Regions from separate parts of the Sus scrofa genome. Here region 1 is linked to region 2. Evidence: chromatin contacts called from public Hi-C data. All regions are on one chromosome and are shown on one strand. The core of a region is the stretch at or near the end of the contact, and the rest is flanking DNA. Distances in the headings are between cores, read along the strand shown. Region 1 overlaps DOCK3 (dedicator of cytokinesis protein 3). Region 2 overlaps MAPKAPK3 (mitogen-activated protein kinase-activated protein kinase 3).

Evidence for each region. A called contact is a pair of places that touch in the nucleus more often than the background predicts.
Region 1: a contact with region 2 is called in a Hi-C map of heart right ventricle, with 2.2 times the contacts expected there. The contact joins two enhancer-like sites. A contact is called at or near these places in 4 of 47 Hi-C or Micro-C datasets (embryonic fibroblasts, fetal skeletal muscle, heart right ventricle and 1 more) and 1 of 2 datasets of contacts at active chromatin or transcription factors (alveolar macrophages).

The regions. Positions count from the first base shown.
Region 1 is chr13:33,626,776-33,633,097 of Sscrofa11.1, reverse strand. It overlaps DOCK3 (dedicator of cytokinesis protein 3), which reads right to left. Exons shown (of 55, transcript XM_021068838.1): 40 at 6,269-6,322; 41 at 4,430-4,534; 42 at 144-285. Among named protein-coding and RNA genes, the nearest start is that of MANF, 28 kb to the left of the region's middle. Within about 2 kb of position 3,992, at least 4 of the 83 cell types and tissues checked have an H3K27ac peak or open chromatin away from gene starts, as enhancers often do.
Region 2 is chr13:33,121,851-33,128,148 of Sscrofa11.1, reverse strand. It overlaps MAPKAPK3 (mitogen-activated protein kinase-activated protein kinase 3), which reads right to left. Exons shown (of 11, transcript NM_001143717.1): 7 at 5,764-5,839; 8 at 5,343-5,467; 9 at 4,793-4,878; 10 at 4,440-4,520; 11 at 2,329-3,731. The coding sequence ends at 3,579. LOC110256233 (a long non-coding RNA gene) reads left to right here. Exons shown (of 2, transcript XR_002337537.1): 2 at 415-2,851. Among named protein-coding and RNA genes, the nearest start is that of DOCK3, 27 kb to the left of the region's middle. Within about 2 kb of position 2,463, at least 27 of the 83 cell types and tissues checked have an H3K27ac peak or open chromatin away from gene starts, as enhancers often do.

The DNA of each region.
Region 1 (6,322 bases), core at 2,743-5,242, 500 kb before region 2:
CAGTAAGGAGGACACATTCAGGTTAAGGACTTCAGGATAACCTAGCCCGTACGTCCAACAACATAACAGAGTGGCAGGTGACTGGGTGGGCCACACTTCCCAGGGACCCAGCTCTCCTTCCCCTACCAAGTGTCAAAAGATACACTGGGCATCACACTGCAGGATAGCATCGTCAGGGTGGTTGGGGTGCTGCATGGCGACGGCCTGTGGGAACTCGCTGAGCATCCTCTGCTGGAAGGCCTCTAGCCTCTCGTAGTCATGGCCACGGCACACGTATTCTTTGTTCTGCCACAAACAGGAGAGCATACTCTTATGTCTTGCATGCAGCCCCCACCCCCATGCCTCCTCATCTCAGAACCATCCTAGGAGCCCCTGGGCAGGCATGGGGCACAGCATTCAGTTTCTGCCCTAAGGGAAATGATGGGCAAGAAGGGCGAGGGGCAGAAGGAGGGAGAGCTGCACTGTGGGACAGCCCGGGGCGGGAGGCAGGGCACGAGCTGCAGGAAGCTCATGGGAGGGAGGGCTCCTTACTCACGGAGGCAAGATGCCAGGGCAGGTGGGATTTTGGAAACAGCCATACCCGAAAAGAGTCCTGAAAGGTCTCCCTGGGTTACTGTAGTAGAGAAGACTCGTAGGCAATCTATGTGGGTACAGTGACAACCAGGGCAACCAGCCAAGGCAGGAAAAGGCACAGCTGGAAAGAAGGTGCTCATGGAGAACTGGTGAGAGGCTGTAGGTGTGTGCCAAGGACTAGGGCTATGGGTGCCACTCAATAATTTTAAAAAGAGGGTGATCAGGTATGTGCTTTTGTATAATCACGTCCATCAGCTGGGAGAATCAGTCTAAACATTGTCCAGTGTCCAGGGGCTATTAATCGACCCCTCTGGCAGCAATTCCTTTGCAACTGTGTCAGCAGAAGATCATTCTGACTGCACTTTTTTTTTTTTTTTTTTGTCTTTTTGCCATTTCTTGGGCCGCTCCCGTGGCATATGGAGGTTCCCAGGCTAGGGGTCTAATCAGAGCTGTAGCCACCGGCCTATGCCAGAGCCACAGCAACGCCAGATCTGAGCCACATCTGCGACCTGCACCACAGCTCACGGCAATGCCGGATCCCTAACCCACTGAGCAAGGTCAGGGATCGAACCTGCAACCTCATGGTTCCTAGTCAGATTTGTTAACCACTGAGCCACAATGGGAACTCCCCTGACTGCACATTTCTTAAAACCTCATGTTCTGTTTGGTATAGGCTAGGTCTCAGGTGGAAGGTATGAAAGGCACACCCTCAACCCTCCTGCTCTGCCTACCTCACAGCTGGTCAAGAGTGAGCGGCTGGAGGAGGCTCTTCTGAAACCCTCTGGTTACATCTGTCTGCCTGCCTACCTGCCTCACCAGATTCACTTTGACAAATGGTGTTAGGCACTGGCAGCCCCTCTTGGCATGTGTTCAGAGGAACAGAGAGAGAGGTCCCACAGGGCCAGCCCTACCTTTCCCAGTATAGGGAACATCACAGGCCAGGCTGTAGATGACCTCGCCTTTATAGAACAGTATTTCTGCCCATTTTTCACTTCTCCTACTATAGGTGAACTCAACCAAGGCTAGAACACATGTCCAGATGGATGAGAACGAAAGGGCAATACTGGAAGGGAAGTCAAGGTCAGGAGGAGCAAGGAAAGAGACATTTCTAAGTCCCTTGCCTGAAAAGCAGAAATGACAAAGAAGGTAATTGTGACAAATTGGCCTTTTCATATCCACTCACAATGTACAATGGTCACTAGCGTCTGTTCGTGGATCAAATGAAGAGAAACAGAAATTCTCTCAAGAAGAGAGGGCTGGATGTTTTCCTGTTTCCATGCAGATTAGTAGATAATCACATTTGTGAAGCAAGGCAGGCAGATGGTCCAGAGAAATCAAGCTGACAGAGCTAAAGTAATAGATGGCCTATGTGTTCAGGGAAGGTGAAAGAGTAGCCTAGCCTTCTGGGGAAGGCCCAGCAGGAGGGAGGCACATAATGTTGACCTTGAGGCTTGCTGTTGGTTTCAAGTTTGCTCAGGTGAGAGCGCCAGCATCCCCACATAAGACAGATCTGGCTGCCACTGCTTTACACTTCGTTCTTGCCATTTCCAAGGTAAACGGCTACCTCCGCTGAACTTATTCCAGTTGCCAGAGATGAACTCTGCAGCTGAGGGAAGGGAAGGCCAGACCAGGCAGATTTTGTCCTCATGAAACATAGCTCCTCGTGTGGGGATGAGAATGGACTGACTGAAGGCTGACATATCCTAACACCTCTTGTTATTTTTCTTGTTACTGGCATCCTTGAAACCACATTTGAACATTTAAACTGTCACCTGTGAACATTTCATGAATGGCTCAAGGTCAAGTTCTATGCTAGGTCCTATTTGTCAAAAAGCTCTGAAAGCCCCGAGATAATAATGTCCCCTGTGACATGGGCATAAGGGTGGGAAGCAGGTGGAACCACGCTGGAGACTTCTTGTTTGGCAGGGACAAAAATGGGGGACATGAGAGCCAGATTTTATAATACCCAAAATGATGATGTTTTGGAATAAAATCTGGTTGATGATGTTCAAATTGTGGGACTAGGAGTTCCCACTGTGGTGCAGTGGAAACGAATCCGACTAGGAACCACGAGGTTGCGGGTTCAATCCCTGGCCTCACTCAGTGGCTTAAGGATCCGGTGTTGCCGTGAGCTGTGGTGTAGGTTGCAGACATGGCTCAGATCCCGAGTTGCTGCGGCTGTGGCGTAGGCCAGCAGCTGTAGCTCCAATTAGACCTCTAGCCTGGGAACCTCCATATGCTGCAGGTACAGCCCCAAAAAGACAAAAAAAAAAAAATTTTTTTTTAAAAAAGAGAATTGTGGGACTAAGCAAGGAGAGTAAAACAGCAATAAAGCATAATTTGCAAAGATAAAATGAGAAGGAAATAAGTTACAGGGCCAGACTCATTAGCTCATCAAAGGACTTTCTAGAGTTGCTTTTGGCTTCTATTTCTTATACTATTCCTTCTTCCTCTTCTGTTGACCTCTACCACTACTGCTGCTGTAGGATCTGTGCTGGGCGGGTAACAAATATACCACTTCTGAAATGCCTGGGCTGAAGGGTCCCTAGAGAGAGAAGGAGGTCCAGTCTCCTGAGGAGATCCTCTGCTCATTCACATTCTGCTACCAGAAACACTCTCATGGAATGGAGTTGAAGCCTTCTGGGGATCAACATTAGGCAGAGTGTGCTTGCTGTCCCTGTCACTATTACTAATTCCTACAGAAATCATTTTTCTTTTTGGTCTAGAATGATTACTGCCCAGGAAATGTGCAAGTTGACCTGCGTTACATCTGAAATGGGGTCAGCCTGGACTCTGTTGCTTAGCAGGCTTTTTTTTAAGGAGCCATTAGTCCAACTGACCTTCAATAAGATAGCAAGCTTATTTTTCCTCACTGGCTAAAGCAATTTCTCCAATAACTCAGGATCCCAAATACATCAAAGGAATCCTATGAACTTTCCCAGCTGCTTCTTGAGATTCATGGACACTGAACCTTAGAAAGATACTGGAACTGGGGACAATCAGAGCTAGTCTCAGGTCTCAAATGCAGTCCTAGGACACTTCCATCAGCACAGCTTCATTCAGGTCATCTGAGAACACTGAATACCTATGGGCTACAGACTACGAGCCCAGGGTGAGTCCTCCTGGAGCCTGTGGGTAGTGCTGAATAAAGGCAAAAAAATCGCAAATGTTCAACTGGTGTCAGCATATCTGTGCTCAGTCATTCCTTCCACTCTGTTTATATCCCAGCTCAACCTTTCCAGCAATGGAGAAAAATGGCTATCATCATCATGAGCCAGAGAACTGGCCGCCTAGGAAAGGCTTTCCACAGCCAAATCCAATGTTTGGCAGCTCCTACAAACCCTGGGAGCACAGGGGACTATCCTCTGAGTTCTCTCAGATCCCCTGTTCTCCAAGCTGGCTGCAAAGCCTACAGTTCAGCCAGGGGGAAGAATGATCCTCTTAAATGCCAAACACCAAGAGGTCAGCATACTGTTGAAGTCAGGGCTGTACTGATATCCAGTCTGGCTGAAAATAATCACAACGGAGGATTCCAGGCACTGGAAACAGAAGTGGAAATGTTCCTAAACATAGCTATGGGACATTCTCAGAGCCTGGTCATTTCCTGCAGGAACTTGGGTTGATTTGGTAAGAAAACCACCCTCATGTATTCCAGGTAGCAAAAAACAGTATAACTGAAAAAAACAGAGTCTAAAGTTGGTAGCTGGTCCAGTGCCAAATGCCCTTCATTGACTGGTCGGTCCTCCAAAAAGTACTATTCAGTAGAACAGGGAAGAATTAAAAAAAAAAAAAGGTTTATACATAAATTCTGTATAAAACATGATAGAAGTTTTTATGACTACCTGAGTGGACTCACCCGAAGGAAGAAAGGAAACTTCCTGCCATAGAAGCCAACACGAAAGAACTCAGGCTCCAGGCGCTGTTGCTCCATGATGTTGTCATAGTAGCTGGCCTCCATTTTCTGTGAACGAAAAAGGCAGTTGCCTTCAGGTTGGCTTGACTGCTAGTGGTGTCCAAAGCAAGTTCTCCCAGGCCTAAGTAGACACTGTCTTTTAGAAAGAGAACATGGTGACTCAGTCTAGATAGAAAGAGAGCTCCTGGCCGTGATCAACCTCTCCCCATGGAGCTGCCTGTTGGAGAGGAAGCCCTCCCTCTCCATTACCATTCGATGGTGCAGCAGGGATAGGCTTGCTCTCTGCAGCTCTAAGAAGCTGCTCAGTGTGTCCTTCCCTGGAAGTGGACCCCACCCCACAGAGATTTATGCTTCCTGGACTTTCATAGGCACATGTTTAACATGGACTTATTTTTCTGTCCAGGGATTTCTGGTTTTGACTAACACACACTATACCAGTTGACCCCTGACTATTGTTACTTATAGGTGGCTAACAGCAATTCTCAGCACCATTTTCCACCAGTCCAACTGCATTACTTTTGTCCATTTTATCATCTGACAGAAGATGCTAACAGAGTGAGAGTGAGGAAGGCTTAGTTACCAGCATCACTAGTACTGGTCCCAATTTGGGAGATTTTAAAATTTATTTTTTTGGCCACGCTCACAGCATGCAGAACCTGCCAGTGACTGAAGCTGAGCCACAGCAGTAACAATGCTGAATCCTTTTTTTATGTTCTGGCTGCCCTGTGGCATATGGAGTTCCTGGGCCAGGGATCAGATCTGAGCCACAGTTGCAACCTACGCTGCAGCTGTGGCAGTGCTGGATCCTTTAACCCACTGTGCTGGCTCATGGACTGAACCTGTGTCCTGGTGCTGCAGAGATACCAGTGATCTTGTGCCATAACAGGATTTCCACAATGCTCCTTAAACCCTAGGCCACCAGGGAACTCCAGATTATAAACTTTAAAAGTTGAACTATGCCATGATGTCTGGCACTACTAAGGTCAATAAGTTTTTTAGTCCTGGCGGACCTGGTTTCACATTCAGAAAAACTCACTGAAATTTGACTGGGAAGACAGCTCTAACACACTTAGTCAAGCCAGACTGGCAGGGAGCTGAAGCCTTCAAAGCCAGCTAAAAAGCTATCACTGGAGAACAATATCTAGTAGACAGGCCCAAACCCTGATCAGGATCAGGGAATCCAGCAGAGCTAGCCATGCTGACAAGGGCGCATAAGGAGGAGGAACTGAGATGCCTGGCTTCTCTTTGCCAATAACCTAAGCAGCTGTTATGATTCAAAATCCAGCAGCAGCAAGTGGAAAAATTTTGGGTGGAGACCTTCAAAGTCCATTTACTTAATTTTGCATCCGAAAAGGGAATAAGAACTTCCCTTTCTTGGGTATTTGGAAGTGACCACAAGCCAAAGCAGAGAAAGATCTTATCATGTTTTCCAATGAAGCATCCCTGAACAAAATCATTTCAGGAAAAGCTTCTTCATAAAGTCAAGATGCCACCTCCTCCTTGAAACCCTCATCCTATCCTGTGTATGCTGCTTCTCCCTTCCTTGAGCACCAGTGGCTCTAGGGGTGTGAATCACACAATCATTTGTCAGGTGTGTGTTGTGGTTCCCCAGCCAGAATGCAAGCATCTCCAGGGTAGGAACCCTGGCCTCTGCTTCTTCTATACTGTCCACAGCACTAAGACAAAGGCTGTACCCACAGTAAATGTTCCCTTAGAAGCTCGTGCCAGGAAAGTGCTAGCACCTCCAGTCAGGTTTAGGCAAGGGGAACGGGAAAAGCTTACCCGAATCCAGCTGAGGCTCTGATAATCATAGAGGCTCTCATACTGACAGGCCAG
Region 2 (6,298 bases), core at 1,214-3,713:
GAGGTTGCAGCAAGCTGCATCTTGAGGCTCAATTCTGATGCTGCAGTGGAGGGGCTGAATCGAGGGCTGGCGTGGAATAGCAATGAGCCGGGCCACTGGAAGCCGGCCAGCACCAGGTTTGCAAGACAGAGAACTCCGCTGTCAGCTGGGTCGTGGGGAGCATCACTGGGAGGAAGCATCACACACGCGCACACACACACACACACACACACACACACACACACTCATGCATGCATGCACACACACGTGAATACACCTCTTATGGCCTCTTTACTGAAAGCTCCCAGGGAAGCCACATGAAGCCCATGCAAATGTGTGTGTTGGAATAGGCTCATGTGAATGACCGTGTGTCCCCTTGGCTTCTCAGCTCACCTGAATACCAACTAATTGTCAGGATTTGTTCCCATTTCACAGACAGCTACATCGAGGCCCAGAGAGCGTGACTTGGCTGGGCATCCAGCCTTCCAATCCTGGCTTGTGAGAGTTGTACCTGATGCCATAAACCTGATGCCAAGGCCCTGAGCTGTGCGTGTCACTGGGCCAGGCTCCTACGGGGTTCTTGCCAGAGGTCACAAAGATGTGGGAGACATGGCGGCAATCTTTCCACCCCCTCCTCTGCTAACCACCTCTACTACAACCCTCCCCACCTAGTCACAGGAAGGGGCATGCCCTCTGCAACACCAATGGGCCAGGTATGGCCAATAAGAATCCTTCCCTCGGACTGGCATGCAGATAGCTGAGCAGATGCCTCCCTGCTGGGACTGCTCAAGCTCTGGTCTTGCATGCAGAGAAGGAAGTACAGGAGGAAGATCAAGGCCAGCCCCCAGGAGAAGCACAGCCAGGCAGAGCTGAGGGGTACAGAGTCCCTCTGTCTCTAAGGCCCTGACCCCCACGGTTCTGCCTTCAACCCCGCAATTTATTGGGCACCCTCCCCAGACACTGGAGCATAAATTCCCTCTTGGCCTTAAACTGCCCAATGACACTTCCTTCTCAAGTCAGTTCCTTCTTTCATAAACCATATCAAGCCCATGATTCAGCGTGGACCTGTGTGATATTTTGTCCTTCTCGCTCATGTGTATCAACTCCCCAAGGTGAGATTCTAGCCACAGATTTCACTGCTGCCTTCCTTGCACTCAGCACAGGGTCTCAGGCAATGGGCCCTCTGTAGCCCAGCAAGAGTTGGTCTCTGCAGCTCTGGGACCAGAGACTCTATCCGCCTTTGCATCTGGCCAGCATTTCACCGAACAGAGTACATGATGAGGGTTGGTCTAAACCACAGGCTCTGTGAGGCCCCTAGGAATCATCTGGAGAGCCCAGAAACCCTTTAGAAATGTAGCCATGCTCCTTGAAGCCCAGCTGGAATCAAGGTCCAAGAAGCTCAAATGATGCTGTTCTGGAGAGCAGGCCCTTGGGAATGAGACCCCATGGGTGGAGAAAGTCTGACTCTCTGGGTGGAAAGTCCCAGAGGTAGGTTTGGGGCTGGACTGCTTTTCCCTTGAACAATTTCAGGTACTTCTCTCCTTCCTGTCAGCAAGGATGCTGGGACAGCAAATGGGTGGGGGGCACAAGCCATGCACCAGGCACCCCACTAAGTACTCCACACATCATCTGCCCAGATCCTCCAGAGGACTTCCCCACAGTTGAGGAAACTCAGGCAGGAAAGCTTGAAGACTTGTCCCAGGTCGCCAGGCTAGGAAGCAGCACTCAGCCCCGGTGCGCTCTCCTGCCCCTGCCTTCCAACGGCACCGTGCCCTCCCCCACAGCCTGAGGGGAAGGGAGGTGGGGGGGGGGTGCGCCGCTGCGGTTACCAGTGCCATTGCCTGAGAAGCTCTTGGGAAACCGGAAGGACGGGAGCTGGGAATCTGCCACAGTCGGGGCCCCCTCCAGCCTGCCCGCAAGCGCTCCCAAGGCTGAGGGTGCTCTGTCGCTGGAGTAGTCAAAAGACAATCTCCAGCGTCCCGCCCCCTCCCCTCCCCGACATTCTTGCTGCCAAATGAAATCTGGCAGCTTCTGAAAATAGCTCAGCGCTGCAGCAGGCGCTCTGCCCGCCCTTCAGCAGGCTGGCACACAGCTGGGGGTGGCCACTGTGGGCAGACGCTGGTACGCACCGGGCCAGGGATGGGTGTCACACACACAGGGCAATGGGGTGGCATAGAGCCGACCTTTCCATGCCTGGTGAGGCCAAGGTGGCCCTGGAGTGAGGTTGGCATGTTTACCAAGCCTGAGGCACACTCTCCAGCAGGAATGAAATCACTGGTGGGTGTGAGCACGTGCCCTTGGGCCACTTTTGTCCACTCATGTAGACAAAGAGAAACCCGGAACCAAGGGAAAATGCCAAACTATTTTTATTAATACCTGTATGTAAAACCCAGCATTGTTGTCCTGTCTGACGTGGCCTAGGGTTTCCCAGCCAGTGCAAGAAGGGTCAGGAATCAGGAACCAGGCTAGGGTATCAGGCACTTGCCAGGCCTAGATCAGGCATTCAGCACCCTGAGGCTGTCTGGGCAGTGTGGGGTGGATGAGCCTGGACCAGCATGGAAGGGGCCCTCTGCTCTGACTAGGACCAGACCCTCTAAGGATCACACAGCAGCTCTCCGCTGCCTTGCGTCAGATCTGGGGTATAGAAAGAGACCCCTGATTAACAGGGGGACTCTTGGCCCTGCCCCCATTCATCCACTCTCACAAAAGTGCACCAAGAGACAACCCTGGTTATCAACCAGGACAGAAGAGTGGATGAACTGTTAAGAAGAGGCTTTCCTGCCTGGGATCTGGTGAGCAGGTGGGGGCAGGGTAACCGTACTGGCTTGTGTCACAGTGACATTTTCCAAAGTAAAAAACAGTTAAAAAATACCTCCCACCCTATTGAGATGAGAGGCCACTCTTTGGGTAGAAGGCAGTAACAGCACGTCTGGGCCCAGGGACTCTGTGGAAGGAGAATTCCCAGGGCCCTGTGCAATGGGGTTGCAGCAAGTCAGGGCTGGACCACTCTGGGCAGCTGGCAGACTGGCTCTGCGGCCTCGGGGAAACCAAAGAAGGGTGAGCCTGAGAGGGGCAAGCAGCACAAAGGAGAGAAGCCTCCCCAAGAAGGCAGGCAGACCCTCAATTGCCCCTTCTCCCTCCCTTGCTTACTCACTCAGCATTCAGAGACAGCAGTTCGGTCCCTGGTCACCATGACAACCAGCAGCCGGATGTCTTTCCCAAGGCCAGGCCCATCTGCCCACCCTACAGGGAGCTGTTTCCATGGAAGGAGGGAAGCCCAGCCACAACTCCCAGTGGCCTAGAAGTCTACGGCCATGCCCAGGGCAGGACGGAGCCACAGTTCATTCAGGCTGCTCTGGTCAAAGGCACTGCAGCGGTAGCTGGTGGCTCCCTACCCCCAGGCTTTGACCCTTCTCTAGGGCCTGAACCTAAGCAGGGACTCTGAAGGATGGAGGTCACGTTCCCTTATCCTGAAGTTCCGAGTGACAGATTAAAACACAACAAAATAATCCTTCTGTTAAAAAAAATGACTCTGGGCCCTCTGGGGGTCCAGTGTGTCCTCCAGGATGAGAGGCCTGGCCCCTCCAAGGCCACATGAGCTACTGGTTGTTGCAGCCCTGTGAGGCTGAGGAGCTGCCTGCCTGCTTCTTCCTCCGCTTGTTGAGGAGCCGGTTGTTCGAGGTCTTCAGGTCCTTGATCTTCACCTGGTCATAGTCCACCCGCATGGTTGCCAGGGCACTGGTCATTTCCTCCTGGGGACGGATGTTGGGGGAGGACAGATGTACTGACCCCAAGAAATGTCACCCTCCTACCTGGGTAGCCCCTTAATAATGTTAGTGATGGCAGGGACCACCTTTGCTGCCCAAGTGCCCCCTGTGTACCCAGCACTGGACCCATCCCTTTGCCTCACGAAATCCTCGATCTAATCCATTGTGGTGGACACTGAGCTCATTTGCTAAGGCAAAGAAAGGATAATGACTCCCTCGGACCACAACAAGGGTAAGTAGGAAAGGGCCTTGGACCAATGTCACTTGTTCAGAACCACAAAGCCTGCAAGGGGATGCCGTCTTGCTGGTGCCTGAAGATTGTGCCCTGGTTGCCCTGGGCTCCAAGCTGCTGCTTCATATGCTCAAATCTGGCCTCTGCTGAGTCTGAAACCAGGCTGATCACCCTCCCAAATGCTGCAGACTATAAGAAGGATGACGGCCAAAACTTGGGGCCAAAGCCCCTTCACGGAGCCCCTGGCTCAAACCCCTCTTCACTTAGGGAGAGAGCCAGAAGCACAGCCTGAATGGAGCAGTGCAGCCCAAAGCTCCAAGTGCCGTAGTCAGGCCACTGGTGCACTCAATGACACAAGGGCAGAGGGGGCCGAAAACCCAGGTTCAGGGTAGTCATCACTCTGGAGTCCCTCTCTGCAAAACCATGTTACCTACAGAGAGCTTGAGGGGTAGTCCACCCACCTTGACTTCATCCCAGTGGTCTTTGTCCTCCTGCAGCACTCGGGCCGTGTAGAGTGGAGTCTGCGGCACCACCATTGATTGCTGGAAGGAGCCCCAAGTCCATAGATGAGACCCTGCAGGCACCGGGGACAGCATGGGCTGTCCCATCCCACCCCCTTCCTTCCAATCTCAGATGGGGAAACTGAGGCTCAGGGAGATGAAGGAGCCTGATGGGAGCAGTGGCAAAGGCAGGCTGTAGGTGGGGCACTACCACACATCTGTGGCCCACACCAGGGCCTCCAGAGCTGTCACCCCTCCTGGCAGCCCTGCTCAAGCTCATCACCCTGCCCGCCTGAGGTCGAAGAGGCGCTCACGTTGATCCAGGGATGGTTCATGAATTGTGAGATGGTCAGCCTCTCCGTGGGGTCTGTCTTCAGCAGGAGGCGGATCAGCTGCTTAGCTAGAGAAGACAGGGGAGTGGCCGGGCTGCAGAGTTCCTCAGAGCCAGGCCCCCCTCCCATAAACCACCAGCTCTGCATGTGCTCCCAAATTCCTGGCCCACAGAAAAAGCGAGCTAATAACCATTTCTTGTCATAAGGCACTATGTGTTCAGGGTAATTTGTTAAGCAGCAATTAAAACTGATATTTCTATCAGTTTTCTAAACAAGGGCAGACTTGTTTGTGGTCCCCAAAGGGAAAGTATGAATGAAAGACAGGAGGTAGAGGAGGTTTTGAGGAGGCAGGTTTTGAGCAGAAATACAGAAACTGAGGTTCAAAAGGGTTACGTGACTTGCCTAGGATCACACAGCGGGGATGTGGACGAACGAAGATCTGAACAGAGGTCAGTCCACTACGAAAGTGGTCTCCTCCAGAAGGAAGGCTGATGGGGTCCGGTGGAGCAAACTAGGGCAGAGATTTACTCACCATCCTCAGAGACCTCTGACCACTCAGGATTAGGGAAGCCATACTGGCCCAGGCGGATCCTCCTCTTCATCCCTGGGGAGATGGCCTGGCCCGTGTTGGAGTAGAAGGGCGGGAAGCCGCACAGGCTGAGGGAGGGTGGAGGTCATTTGGCACAGGTGTTGGGGCAGCACCAGGGCCGACCCATCCTCCTCCCCAGGCAGCCAGACACCATGGCAGTAATACTAGCCCTCTGAGGGAAGAGCATCTGCCCTTAGCACGGGCAGGCCTTCAGGGAACCTGAAGAAGGGGTATGCCTAGACCAGAAGGGAAGGGCAGCCAGCTTGAAGGCTGACCTGCTTGGGCACCTTACCAAGGATGGGGAAGCAGAAGTGGTACTGAGGGTACATCGGGAGGTACAGGAGATGGAGGCAGTTATACTCACAGGATATACATGATGACGCCCAGAGACCACATGTCACATGACTTGTCATACTTCTCTGGACCCAGGACCTCAGGAGCTAACAGGGCAGAGGGTATAGGAGGGCTCTTAGTCCCGAGGGTCTTGGAGCCCTGGCAGGAGCCTAAAACCTAGGCAAGGTGGAGAGCAGGTTCCCTGGGCTGGGGGGGGCGGGGCACAGCAGATTGGTGTCTGGCACCTTCTGGGAAGGAAGCATGTGTGTGAAGATGGGGGAGGAAAGACAGCTCCCAGAAAAAATAAACCCGCTTTTAGGCTGGAATATAAGAAATGATAGCCTCCTAACTACTCTGGGCCAGTCTCAGCCTTGGTGAGGGAGAAGAGAGCAGGGAGATCTGGGGTTTGGTGGAGTGGGTCCTGCCATAGGTGAGACAGCTTCAGCCCACCAGCTGCCCTATGTTCCTTGCCTCTTGAACATACAGCCTAGATCATGGGCAAGGAGCGCCCAGGGCCAAGGCTCTGGGTTCCACCGTTAGCTTGGCTACCATCCCGGGGGGCCCTG